Linked DNA regions of Mus musculus: all the other regions are linked to region 3. The links are chromatin contacts, called in public Hi-C and HiChIP or PLAC-seq maps. All regions are on one chromosome and are shown on one strand. The core of a region is the stretch at or near the end of the contact, and the rest is flanking DNA. Distances in the headings are between cores, read along the strand shown. Region 1 has its middle 53 kb from the start of Gm30999. Region 2 has its middle 21 kb from the start of Gm30999. Region 3 overlaps Fancc (Fanconi anemia, complementation group C).

Region 1 (3,598 bases), core at 338-2,837, 670 kb before region 3:
AGTGGGGTGTCAGGGCCAGTTCCTAAACACTCATCACTAATGATGTCAGAGCTTGTGTTCAGGGCTCCAACTGAAGGGTGATTTCAGCATCAGGTATACTAGCAGTTGGAACCGCAGCCATCTTCCAGCTTAAGGTTTAGAATTTCTGTTTTAGCAGAGGAGAGGCATGTGTGTTTCCCACAAGATGTTTTACATGTTGAAGTTGAGTGTTCTTGAGAAACGGGCTTTGCACTGGTGGATGACTGGGGGGTTCCAGAGCAATGTGACTGCTCTATGAGAAATACAATGTGAATACAGGGTCTTGTACTTCATCAGAACCCACACAATGCACAACGTCCTGAGTGATCCTTGTTGAGCTGGTGATACGGGGTAAAGATAGCATACTGCTGTGTGCTCTCATGAGAGGTAATGATAGCATACTGCTGTGGGGTCTTAATGGTAACAAATGCCCAACATTGGGTAGGAGGCGGGTGGTGGGGAATTGCATGTGTTAAGGCAAGGATATGTGGGGACTCTATGCTAAATTCCTTTATGTCATAAACTTAAAACTGTTCTAACATAAAATTTGTTAACAAAACACAATTAACCCTCAGAGAATGAAAAATTGTCTTTAAGACAAATTTCTCTCAATCTGTGTATTACATATGACCATCATATTTGGGAAATTATTGGAGGAATTTGGATATTGGTCTGACATTGAAATCAGCCTGGCAAAAATGAAGATATTCTAAAGAGACTTTTGTCTTTCAATCTGACCATCAGATAATTGAGACGATGTATCCCACAGAGGTGGGAATTTCTCCCGGCTCTCATGTAGGGAGAAGGAAAAGGCACTAGCTGAAGGGTGAGCTTGACTCCCAGAAAGAGTTCTCACAACTTGTCAGACCACATATCAGACACTGGTGGGTCAGTGGTGAGTCAGACCTCACATTGACTGGACTGCTGAGATGTGCACATCCTTGGCTCTTTATTTATATGTTGATCTCACTTCTGGATCCCAAATATGTACTTTATGGGTTTGCTGGATCTTTGTCCCTTTGCTGAATAAATCTCTGTTCTCTGCTTTGCTTTTTTAAATTTGGCTTTTTTGAAAAGTATGGCTTACTAAGAATGACTGGTCAGACTTGGGGTGTGGGTTGTAACTCCCAAGTCCAAAACCAACACTACTTTTGAAGACACAGCTGACCATATGGTTAGCCATGCTGCTTAGAAGCAAAGGATTAATGGCTCCCGGAGTGTGCACGTGGCCAAGGGGACACAGGAAAAACCCAAACAAATGGAAAACAACTAAATGCTCAATCTCCCTCAACTTTGCAATCACAAATACGATAAAAATCTGGTCAGTAATTGCCGATTTAAGACATTGCTCATCTGGTAGGAAAACACATGGATACAGGACATGCTGAACAAACACCGATGCTAACGAGGGCCTTGTTTGACTTTATTTCAGTGAGGTCTGAGGTTTCCCAAATCACCTGTGTGTTTCTGGGTGACCTGTGGGGTTTGGGATCAGGATATAAGTTGCTGACTGGTGAGCCCCACACAGACACCTCAGCCCTGTTCTCTGTCTGCACTTTGGAAAGGATTTTTGGACGCCCATCTGGGTCCTCCACAAACAGTCCCTGCCTGTTTGCTTTTCTAGTGACCTTCTGGTTATTCAAGTCTTTCTTTTCCTTCTGAGAGAGAAGGCTTAACTTTTTCTTTTCTTTCTTTTTTCTTTTTCTTTTTCTTTTTCTTTTCTTCCTTTCTTTCTTTTCTTTTTTTTTGTGTTATGATATGCTTTTCTTTATTACCGTTGCAGCTGAGAGGAATAAAAACTCTAAAGACAAAACAAAAGAAAGCAGAGCCCAGGAGAAAGCCCGAGGAGGAGGCAACTTTTGCCTGTTGGTGTGTCTGGGTGCGGCTGGCAACACACACATTCCTGGGCAGCTGTGGTGCTTGAAAACACAGGCTGTCATTTCCCCTGCATGGAGGCATAAACCTCCCAGCCATGTGGGTGGTCTCTGTGAAGACACAGCGTCTGTCCCATTCAGGAACAGCCCTCACTCCACGGAGAGGCCCCATGGCAGGCAGGATGTTTGCTGTTTAAATAAATAAACTGATCAGAGGCTTGCTGGCTGTGAAGGCTCCCTGCCCTCCCTTCCACAAGACAGGTCCTAAGGCAGAGAAAAGGCCCACCAACAGAAAGGAGCCACCAACGCCACCCACTGTGGCTCACCCTCCTCCTCCTGGTCCCTGACCAAATGGTGCCAGGCAGCCAGCAGTTGTGGTCAGCACTTGGCGATTGGAGGCAGCTGAGTGTGTCACTCTAGCTGCTGTAACCAGGGTCTTCTTAGAAATGCCAGTAAACAGGGGGAAACCCCCTCAGGACTCCACTGCCCTCCGATTTTGCCTAGGTGCTTTGTCCCTTGTCCCCTTTGTAGTAGGGAAGTTGAGGAGCTTGTCTGGTCTTTTCACCGGCTTCCCTTCCAGCCTACCTATTGATCAAAATCTTCCAAGAATCTCAGTCTTCACTATTCCAGCTTTAGCTCCAAAAGGAAACCTTGTTAGAAACCCAAATCCTGTCAGAAACCAGCTCTGGGACAGGCTCGAGTACTCAGAGTCACCTGTCTTTCTGGAGTCTCTGCACACAATGCTGAGTAGCTGGACTGTGCACATTTGAGAGCGGGAGTCTGTGGGCTTTATGCACCAGGGTCTTCCTAGATGCCTGGTGCCTGTCCAGGGTGCTCAATAACTGTTTATAGATGAACAGAGGAAGAGGACAGACATGGGAGAGATAACACGAGTGATTGGCCTTTGTCCTCTCATTCTTTTCTAACATTTTCTCTACCCTGCCCCATGCAGCCCCTCAGGGCTGTTGCTGAACAGCAGTGGGTCTTTGCTACTGATAGATGAGTAAGTGTCTCTCCTGCTGTGATGAGTTCTAGCGAGACAAAGATCAAAAGTAAAAAAATGTTGGCATCTTAACTCCACATAATCGAAGTAATTAAAACCAGAATCTGTGTTTTGAAGTTGTATCAGTTGAAGTTGGTATGTGCTAAGAGGGAATGGGTTCCTGGACAATCCAGCAGGGTGTGTGTGTGTGCGTGTGTGCGTGTGTGTGTGTGTGTGTGTGTGTCTTTTCCATAATTGCTTCGCATGGATTGTGAGATTTGGTCCTTGTGACAGAGTCTCTCTTGGATTAGGAAGCTATTCGCAGAACCATCGGGGTGGGCATCTTGCAGAGGAGAAGAATAAATATAGTCATTTTCCATCTCAGACCGAGTTGCCCTGTATTCTGTTTAATAAAAGACAAAGGACGTCTGCTGGGGGCAGGCGGTGTCCCTGACTATTCTGCAGACAAGGGATGGAGGGGCAGGGAAAGAATGGTGTTGGAGTGGCTCAGTGCTAGGCCAGTCGTTGGGAACAGAGACTACAGGGAGAGGAAGGAGATTCCCCCATACAAAGATACGGTCAGGTGTACTTAAGAGCATGGAGAACAAGTAGCTAAGGTCAGATTGTACTTCAGGGTCACAGTGAGAATGGTTAAAGCTGGCTCAGGGAACACCCTTCCGTCCTTGTTTGGGCTGAGTAAATCCTTGCAACAACATGGCAGTGA
Region 2 (3,944 bases), core at 913-3,412, 700 kb before region 3:
ACACTGAACAGAGAACAGCCTCTGCAAACTGGGAGCATAGCAAAGCCAGGATACGCCAGGCTGAATGTACTGCGATGGAGAAGGGCTGCTTGCAGGAGACAGTGACAAGTCAGAAACCAGAAGGAGAAAGGACTCTCCAGAGGCCAGAGCTGGGCTCAGCTGAAGGACAGAATCTGTCTTTGACTTCTGCCAGTCCTCATTGCTGAGAGCAGTCTAGTCTAGGCCTCGAGCTATGCCCAGACAGTACTAGGGTGTCTCTGTGCCTCACACCCAAAATGCAGTGGTGAGATTTCAGAGCCTGACTGGGCTGGATTGAAGAGCAGTGGAAGGGAATGGGGCTTTTGGAGACACTCCCTCTATTTTCTAAACATTTGTTTATTGAGTGTGCACGCACAAACATGCAGAAGCCAAAAGAGAACTTTTGGGACTTCTACCATGTGGGTTCTGGGAACTGAATTCAGGTGGTCAGACTTGGTGCAAGCACCTTTACCCACTAAACGAGAAAAATCCCAATGAAACCAGGCAGTCACTCTTGTTCTCAGTCCTTCTCGTTGTAGTTATTAGCACCATGTGTGCAGCTTTTGCACAAGTCCCGTCTCATAGGCAGCACAGGTTTTAATTCTTTGCCTCCTTTGCTTCTGGATCAGCCTTTCAGGATTACCCAGCATCACAGACTAGACTTTCCAAGCCTAAACACCAAGACGAAAACCCCCTAGAGCTCCTCGACCAGAATCGCCTTCCTGGATCACCAGATGCCCAGAATCCACCTCCCACCGACATTCCAGGAAGGCAGACTTTAGAGTTCAATCTCCACATTGTTTAAGGAGCAGAGGAGGTAGAGTGAGGACCCCTGGTGAGAACCTGTCCCTGAAGTATCAGGCCGTTGTCTTCTACTGACCACCAGAGGGCAGTGTTGCACTGTGCGAACGCTAGACTGAGCGCCATGCACCAAGCACTCTAGAGGATTAAAAGTTCAAATTTATCCTTGGCTACTAATCATATTTGAGGCCAGCCTGGGCTACTTGAGACCCTGTCTCAAAACAAAACAAAAAACTGTTGAGAGGGTTGTGAGTTTGATTATGGGCATCATTGTTAGGTCAGTCTCTCTAGGGTCAGACAAGGATGCCTAACCTTCATCCTGTTTTTAGAGGGGCATGTCACAGGCCCTGTGTGGACAGTTTCAGCATAAATTATGATCATCCCTCAGTGCTGGCAAGAGAGTCATCCACGGGCTGGCACTCCACCTCAGGCCTCAAATAAAAATCTGAGTGTACTTTGCCCCTCATAAAAAGTGTGATGTGCACCCCACCATCCCTAAGTAGCTCAGCGTGAATATAATAGCCAAATGTTGCCTAAAAAGTTGTTATGTTGGATTTTCAGAAACTAAAGTATACATATTAAAACATATGCCATTTTGAGGGTTTTTGTTTGTTTTGTTTTGTCTTGTTTTGGTTTTATACAGGGCTCTAACGAAGCCCAGGCTGGCCTCAAACTTGCTGACTATCTAAGGATGGCTTTGAACTTATGATCTTCCTAAACCTTCCTCCTTAGTGTTGGTACTTCAGGTGTGTACTCCATGCTGTTTAAGTGGTGCTGGGGTCAAACCACAAGGCTTGGTGTCTGCTAAGCACACACCCCAACAACTGAGTTCCATCTGCAGTCCCAAATGTGAAATTTTTGATCCTTGGCTAGTTAGGCCTGTAGAATGGAGCCCATAGCAGTGGAGGGCGACTATGGTCAGGTTGGAGGGATGCCCACATCACTCTAGTAATTTAGTTTTAGAGAGTCTGTGGGGTTTTGTTGTTGCTGCTACTATTGTTGGTTTGTTCCTCCGTAAGAAGCTAACTTCAAAGGCTTGCCCATCCCAGCAGGCACTGCTCAGTTCTGGTAAATTCAGACATACTTCTAATGTTTACCCTGCCCCGGACATGGTGTGTTCACTAGTAGCTTTTGTAGCATAGTTTTGCTTTGTTTTTTGTTTTTTTGCTAATGGAGATTGAAATTCTGCCACAGTTCTGTGTAGATGCAACCCCAAACCTGTCAGTCTGCCGGAGACTTTTTGTCCCTGACCTCCTGGCCTCTCAGAGAAGGACACAAACAATGCTTTCCCTCTGGGGGGGATCCATCCTGGGGCAGCGCAGACCCAGGGTGGGTGGCCAGCCGCAGCTTCCCTCTGAAGGGAAGCACGTGCAGTCCTGGCTTCTGTCGACTCAGCTCTGGGAGCACCACCTCCTCTCAGCGAGCTTGGGGGCCTTGGCTGCTGGGGATGACCTGCAGGCCTTATCAGTGTTTATCTTTCAGCAAAATCCCAGAGGTGGCTGATCGTGGTGTCTGGGACTCTGACAGCTTGGAGGGCAGGCAACTATGCTTTTTCCCTTACACTCTCCCGACCCCCCAACTCCCTCACTGTAGCAGGCTCTGCACGATGGCAGAACTAGCCCATGAACTGTTAAGAGGGCTGTGGCTATAGCCACATTTTCTTTCTAAAAACCAGAAATTTTTGGAGGACTGAAGAAATGTCTCATTGGCTAAGAGTGCTTGTTGCTCTTCTAAAAGAACCAGGTTCTGTTCCCAGAACCTATGTCTGGCAGCTCACAACTACCTGTAGTTTCAATTCCAGAGGATTCTACGTCCTATCTGACTTCTGTGAGTAAACATGCATGCTTGTGGACATGCAGTGTAAACAAGAATAAATGAGGTTCAAGCTAGCCACCCTTGTCTAGAACACTCCACAAGCTTTTCCATGGGTTCCAGATGAAGTTCTCTTCTTTGCCCTTGTCCTCTCTTCCCTCTGTGATCCGAATGGACTTTCTGACTTATGTAACTCCCCTATGACTTCAGTGCAAGAAGCTTGGGAGTGTGTGGACATCGCTGAACAAAGGAGACAATCGCACTGAGTATATGCTGGACTTCCACACTTGAGCAACACTGTCCCTCACAGATTCGCTTCCATCAGTCATCCCTCTCCAAGGGCACTGGCCCTGGTGTACTTCAGGGACCTGCACATTTTCACCTTAGGGCCTTTGTATCTGCTTATTATTTTACCTGGAACACTCCTGTCCCAAATTCACATGGCAGCCACTACTTGTCATTCAGGTCTCAGCTCACAGACTCTTAAAAAAACCACTTTTTTCCTGGGTATCCCAGGAGGCGCTGGGTTCTCTCCTACATCACGATTCCATTTCTTTCAGAGCTTGTGCCATTTTCTGAAAAAACTCTTGTTCCCACATTGGACAATTTCTTTACTCCTGATCCTCTGATTCCCAGACCAGCTATGATGTAAGAGACATCAATGTGAACTCTCTCAGTTGCCAGATTTCCCAGGGTTCAAAAGGCATTCGTATGACAGGATCACAGTACTACTTCATCCATTTCTCTCATTCGCTATGGCCAGATGCCTGGCAAGGCTCAACTTACAGGAGGAAGGCTTTATTTTAACCAGCAGCTAGAGAGAATCCCACCGTCAAGCCATAGCTGATCCCTCCACGACCACCTCCTCCAGCCAGGCTTAACCTCCTCAAGGTCCCGCAGCCTTCCAACACAGCACTGCCAACGAAGGGCCAGATTCTGGACCCTATGGGGATCATATTCGGATTCAAGCAACCACATGAACCAAGATAAGCAAGAGGGTGGAGAGATTAACCACAGCTGCTGTCACCCTGAAGCTGCTGTGGGTCCTACTGGTTGGGAGAACAGCATTTTCAGGTGTCCTCACTTGTCTGGAGGTAGGGTCGTAGGACGTGTGATTCAGGAAGGAAGAACAGGAAAGGAGTTGGGGCCAGCACTGTGAGCCACATTGAAGATCCCATTCATCTTGGTCCAGGGAGTGAAGAGCAAGGACTACCTTGCTTTTGTGACAGAGGTGACTGGAGACCATACGGCCAGGGCTAGATCTGAGAAATCAAACCCAGGAGTCAGGAGTGAGCTGTTTCTCCAGCCATTTT
Region 3 (3,972 bases), core at 660-3,159:
TGCCATTGTGAAATGTTTTATAATACAAATAGGCTTTTTAAAAAAATCTATCATAAACTCAAGTTTTAAGCTCTGACTAAAAATATAAGTAAGCAGGCTCTTCCTAGGCCTCAGGAAGCCAGTTTCTATAGACTGAAACCATTAAATCCTACTGACAGGGTATTCTAGAAAAGATTGGGGAGCTTTCACCGGGTGTCACGTGGCTGTACTTTCCATTAACTGCTAACTGTACCCAATAGTGGTGGCCACCTGATTCTTAGGTGCTCATTACCAACTATGGGACGAGGATGGTGGGGAGGTGGATGGTGAAGGTCAGCAGGTGGAGTGTGCTGCTGAGTAGGGCCTGAGTCCTGTTGTCATAAAGTGCTTCTTAACCACTCATGAAACTTATTCTTACATACAGGCTTACTATAGAAAATGTGGTATATAACAGGAATACAAAATAAGTAAATAAAGTTTGCCCACAGCCCATGCTCAGAGAGAACCACTGCTGGCATTTTATGGGTTTTTCTGGGTACCAAGTACTTTTTCTTTTCTTAACCTAATGGAATGTGTCACTTTTCTGGAGCAGCCCCAAACTTCTCGTTTGCCTAATAATCCAAAGTTGTTATTGATAGGTTCCTCTTGTATTTCTCTGTTTCATGGTCTTTTCTTTTTATAGCCTCAAGCAGCCTGCCAACCTGCCATCTTCAGAATTGTTGATGAAATGTTCAGGTAAATATACTGTCTTTGGGAACAGTTGGTCTCTGGCTGGTGTGGGAACGTAGAGGTTTGCGCTCTTGGTAGTTAGGGGTGAAAACTCAGAAGTTGCTGTGCATTGAAAAGACAGCCTCCGGAGTGTGGTGGCATTCTTTAACCTGTTTATACTCAAATGAGGTAGAGAAGTGGGATTCATTTGGGTACTGAAATATCCATGCAGCGTTTGTCCCAGCTCCAAGTAAAGATGCAGTACAGCCCTTCACCACATGAGGGCTGGCTGGGCTTTGTCACAGACCTAAAGAAAGCCAAAAGGCACAAAACTATTTTGAACAGAAAGAACTCTCTGAAAGACAGAGGAAACGCCACATTTCAGCAGAATGGTGTTTTTATTTGAAAGACTAGGTCCTAGGAACTTGTGCTTTGTTTAAAGGACCAGTAACAAGAAGTGTGTAACACACCAGTTGGCTCTGCTCCGAAGTCATGAGAGTTGGCACCTATGGATTCCTATAGATACACTAAGGTCAGAGGTGTTGGACCCAGGAGCTAGTTACGGAAGGTTGTGAGCTGCCTGATACGGATGCTGGCAATGGAATTCAAGTGGTCTGAAAAACCAGCAAGTGCTCTTAACCACTGAGCCATTTCTCCAGACCTAGAAAAGGAGTGTTTGTTTGTTTGTTTGTGGCCTTAAACTCAGAGACCCACCTGCCTCTGCCTCTGCCTCCTGAATGCTGGGATTAAAGGCAAGCGCCATCAAGCCCCAACACAGGAAAGGAATTTTTACAACCAATACCTTACCATTTGTGTTGCTCTTGAAACATACCAACTCTTAACTTAAATGGCCACAGGTATAAGAAGACATGTTATTGTTTTTGTTTCGGGATAATCAAGTTTGAGATTTCTTTCTTTAAACAAAAAGAAAAGTTAGTTGTGTAAAAGGGCACGGAAACTAAACCAAGGACATCTAATTCCACAGCCCCACTCTGGTGATTCTGACTGTGTGTGTTGGAATCTCCACTCTCCAGGCAGCTCTGTCCTCACTGGTAAAAGCAGAACACTTGTTGCTAGCACTGTCTGGTTTGTGAACACCGAAGTACCCATGGGAAGGCCATATGAGAGAGGCTGGAAGGGTGGCTGCTCCCTCCTGCCTTCACTCAGGAGCTGCAGTCTGATGAACTAATGGGCTTGCATTGTGTGTGGAGCAGCAGGGTGCTGTCACCTCCCTTTGCTTTGTTCAGGTTTGTGCTGCTGGAAACTGACGGAGCCCCAGAAGTACTAGCTGCTCTTCAGGTTTTCACATCGTGCTTGGTAGAAGCTCTGAAAAAAGAAAACAAGCAGGTACCTCACCCGGGGGATGCTGCTTAGTCACTTCAGAGTGAAGCCGGCTACTGCTGCTACAGGCATTTGGTAACGAGCTGAAAGGATCTTTATTTTTCTGGTGTTGGAGACCACCCACAGCCTCACACGTGTTAGGCGCATGCTCTGACACTGGCTACGCTCCCAGCCTTGTTTTCAGAAATGTTAGTGGAGTCTTGTTCACAAAGAAAGCTTCCAAAAGACCACTCCTGTGGAGATGAAACATTTTCACTAAAAATAACTTAGGAGTTTGTCTTTCTTCCCCATGCCCTGTTCCTAGAACCATCTGCCCACTGCTGTGCCTGAGTGTGGCTTCACATTGGCCAGCTCTCTAGGGGGAGAATTCCCCCTGGCCCTCTGTGTTTGTCCTTCTGTTTGCATTTGGCCTTGTGGCCAATAAGAGACATGGAGTCTACCCAGGATGTACTATAGGAATGGCACACTGGGCGCTCTCAGTGATCACTGTCTTTATTCCCAGCAGAGCTTCAGGAGACAGGGGGATGGGAAAAGGAAGGCATTTGAAGAATGAGTGGAGGTTAGATGCCTCCAGTAGACCAGAGGACTCTAGGTTCCCATCAGCAGAGGTTGGACAGCAACTGCAAGGGCAAAATACACAGGAGCTTCTCCTATCTACAGCTTTGGCTGCTGTAACCAATGGCCACAGGGCTAATGCTTATGTGATGCTTGCCTCCTCAGAGTAGTACTGTTCTAGACACCTTTCTTGTGGGTTGTGGCCTCATTCCCTGTGATGCTGTCTGCCATTTGACTAAGGGCAGAGCTCAGGTGCTCAACCTACTAAAATCCTACTCAGCCCAAGGCTGTAGAGGTCTCTCGGGTTTTAGCAGGGGTTTCTGCTTTCTAGGGCAACTATAAACCTGCATGGTTTATTCTTACCATCCCTCTTTCCCTGGAGAAGTTAAATAGATGGAGCATACGCAGCCTGGCATCTGGGAGGAAACCTCGGCCAATGCACTGGCTGGTACTCACTGTTGTGAGCACAGCTGTAAGCGTATGCTGTCCTCTCTCACATACTCTTGGTTCCCCAGGGAGCAAACGGCCTTCAACTAACATCATCCTTGGATTCCCAGGATGCCCAAGTTGGGACTGAGGACAGGAGGAAGCTTTTTCCTCAGCTTGACTTGAGTGTTGTTCCGGGTTTGCCCTAAGTCTCTGCTGGTCTTGGTACTGGAGTAACGGTGCCTTTAGTTTAGGATAGTGTCTGCTGACCACATGTGTCTAGGGGTGAGAGTGACACACACTGGGCCCTGGCTTGAGGCAAGATAAGGATTCAGCTGCCTTTAACTCTACACAGGGGAGCAGCCGTCTCCTGACTTTGCAAAGCCTTCACATCCACATGTAATAATTTATTTTGTCATCCTGATGCTGCCCCTGACAACCTACCTACTGAACTGTGTATGACTGGCTCACTCCCCCTGACTCAGGTGCACACTTTATGCCCGGTCATGATGCTGTCCTGCTTAGTCCATGCTGACCCTCTCTCCTTTGCTTCACTTATTGATAATAACATACATGGCAGTGAAGCCACCTTCAGACGATACTTGAGCCACTGGTGGTGCTGACTCTTGTGTGCCCCTCTTCTGCCTGCCTCAGTAAACACACGCTGAGGTTGCATTCCTGACTCCTGTTTCTCCAAAATACATTGATTAGCCACACGGGACAGCAAAAGGGTTCTGGCTGGGGTCGTGTCTGCCCTTTATGAGACACACAGAAGCACATAGGATCCCTGGGCCTAGTTTCCCTGCTCGGTTAGGCTGTGGTGAGAGGTGGCTTTGTGGCAGTCTGCTACATAAATGGAGCACAATATAACCATTTTCTGGTTCCTGGCATTTGGGCTATTTGTATATTTGCTGTCTGTTATAAACATGTTATGGTGAATATTTGTGGGATAGCAAGAGTCAC

What was found. Hi-C and Micro-C count contacts between places; a contact is called where the count stands out from the background. HiChIP or PLAC-seq counts read pairs in DNA pulled down with a chosen protein or histone mark.
Region 1: an H3K27ac HiChIP or PLAC-seq map of embryonic stem cells shows a contact between it and region 3, with 4 times the contacts expected there. The contact joins two enhancer-like sites. A contact is called at or near these places in 2 of 39 promoter capture datasets (cranial neural crest and second pharyngeal arch cranial neural crest), 1 of 484 Hi-C or Micro-C datasets (the N1E-115 cell line) and 1 of 115 datasets of contacts at active chromatin or transcription factors (embryonic stem cells).
Region 2: a Hi-C map of stem cell-derived neural stem cells shows a contact between it and region 3, with 3 times the contacts expected there. The contact joins two enhancer-like sites. A contact is called at or near these places in 16 of 39 promoter capture datasets (the 3T3-L1 cell line, 3T3-L1-derived adipocytes, the C10 cell line and 10 more), 3 of 15 datasets of contacts at CTCF or cohesin (the NIH/3T3 cell line, large pre-B cells and pro-B cells), 52 of 484 Hi-C or Micro-C datasets (the 3T3-L1 cell line, 3T3-L1-derived adipocytes, B cells and 30 more), 4 of 115 datasets of contacts at active chromatin or transcription factors (T-cell acute lymphoblastic leukemia, astrocytes, embryonic basal ganglia and 1 more) and 2 of 9 other capture datasets (embryonic stem cells and liver).

The regions. Positions count from the first base shown.
Region 1 is chr13:64,001,715-64,005,312 of GRCm38.p6, reverse strand. No RefSeq gene overlaps it. Among named protein-coding and RNA genes, the nearest start is that of Gm30999, 53 kb to the left of the region's middle. Within about 2 kb of position 1,587, at least 74 of the 459 cell types and tissues checked have an H3K27ac peak or open chromatin away from gene starts, as enhancers often do. A contact at or near this core is called in embryonic stem cells, where this site is marked.
Region 2 is chr13:64,033,494-64,037,437 of GRCm38.p6, reverse strand. No RefSeq gene overlaps it. Among named protein-coding and RNA genes, the nearest start is that of Gm30999, 21 kb to the left of the region's middle. Within about 2 kb of position 2,162, at least 35 of the 459 cell types and tissues checked have an H3K27ac peak or open chromatin away from gene starts, as enhancers often do. A contact at or near this core is called in differentiating embryonic stem cells and stem cell-derived neural stem cells, where this site is marked.
Region 3 is chr13:63,328,583-63,332,554 of GRCm38.p6, reverse strand. It overlaps Fancc (Fanconi anemia, complementation group C), which reads left to right. Exons shown (of 15, transcript NM_007985.3): 9 at 662-714; 10 at 1,935-2,034. Among named protein-coding and RNA genes, the nearest start is that of Mir3074-1, 29 kb to the right of the region's middle. Within about 2 kb of position 1,909, at least 55 of the 459 cell types and tissues checked have an H3K27ac peak or open chromatin away from gene starts, as enhancers often do. A contact at or near this core is called in differentiating embryonic stem cells, embryonic stem cells and stem cell-derived neural stem cells, where this site is marked.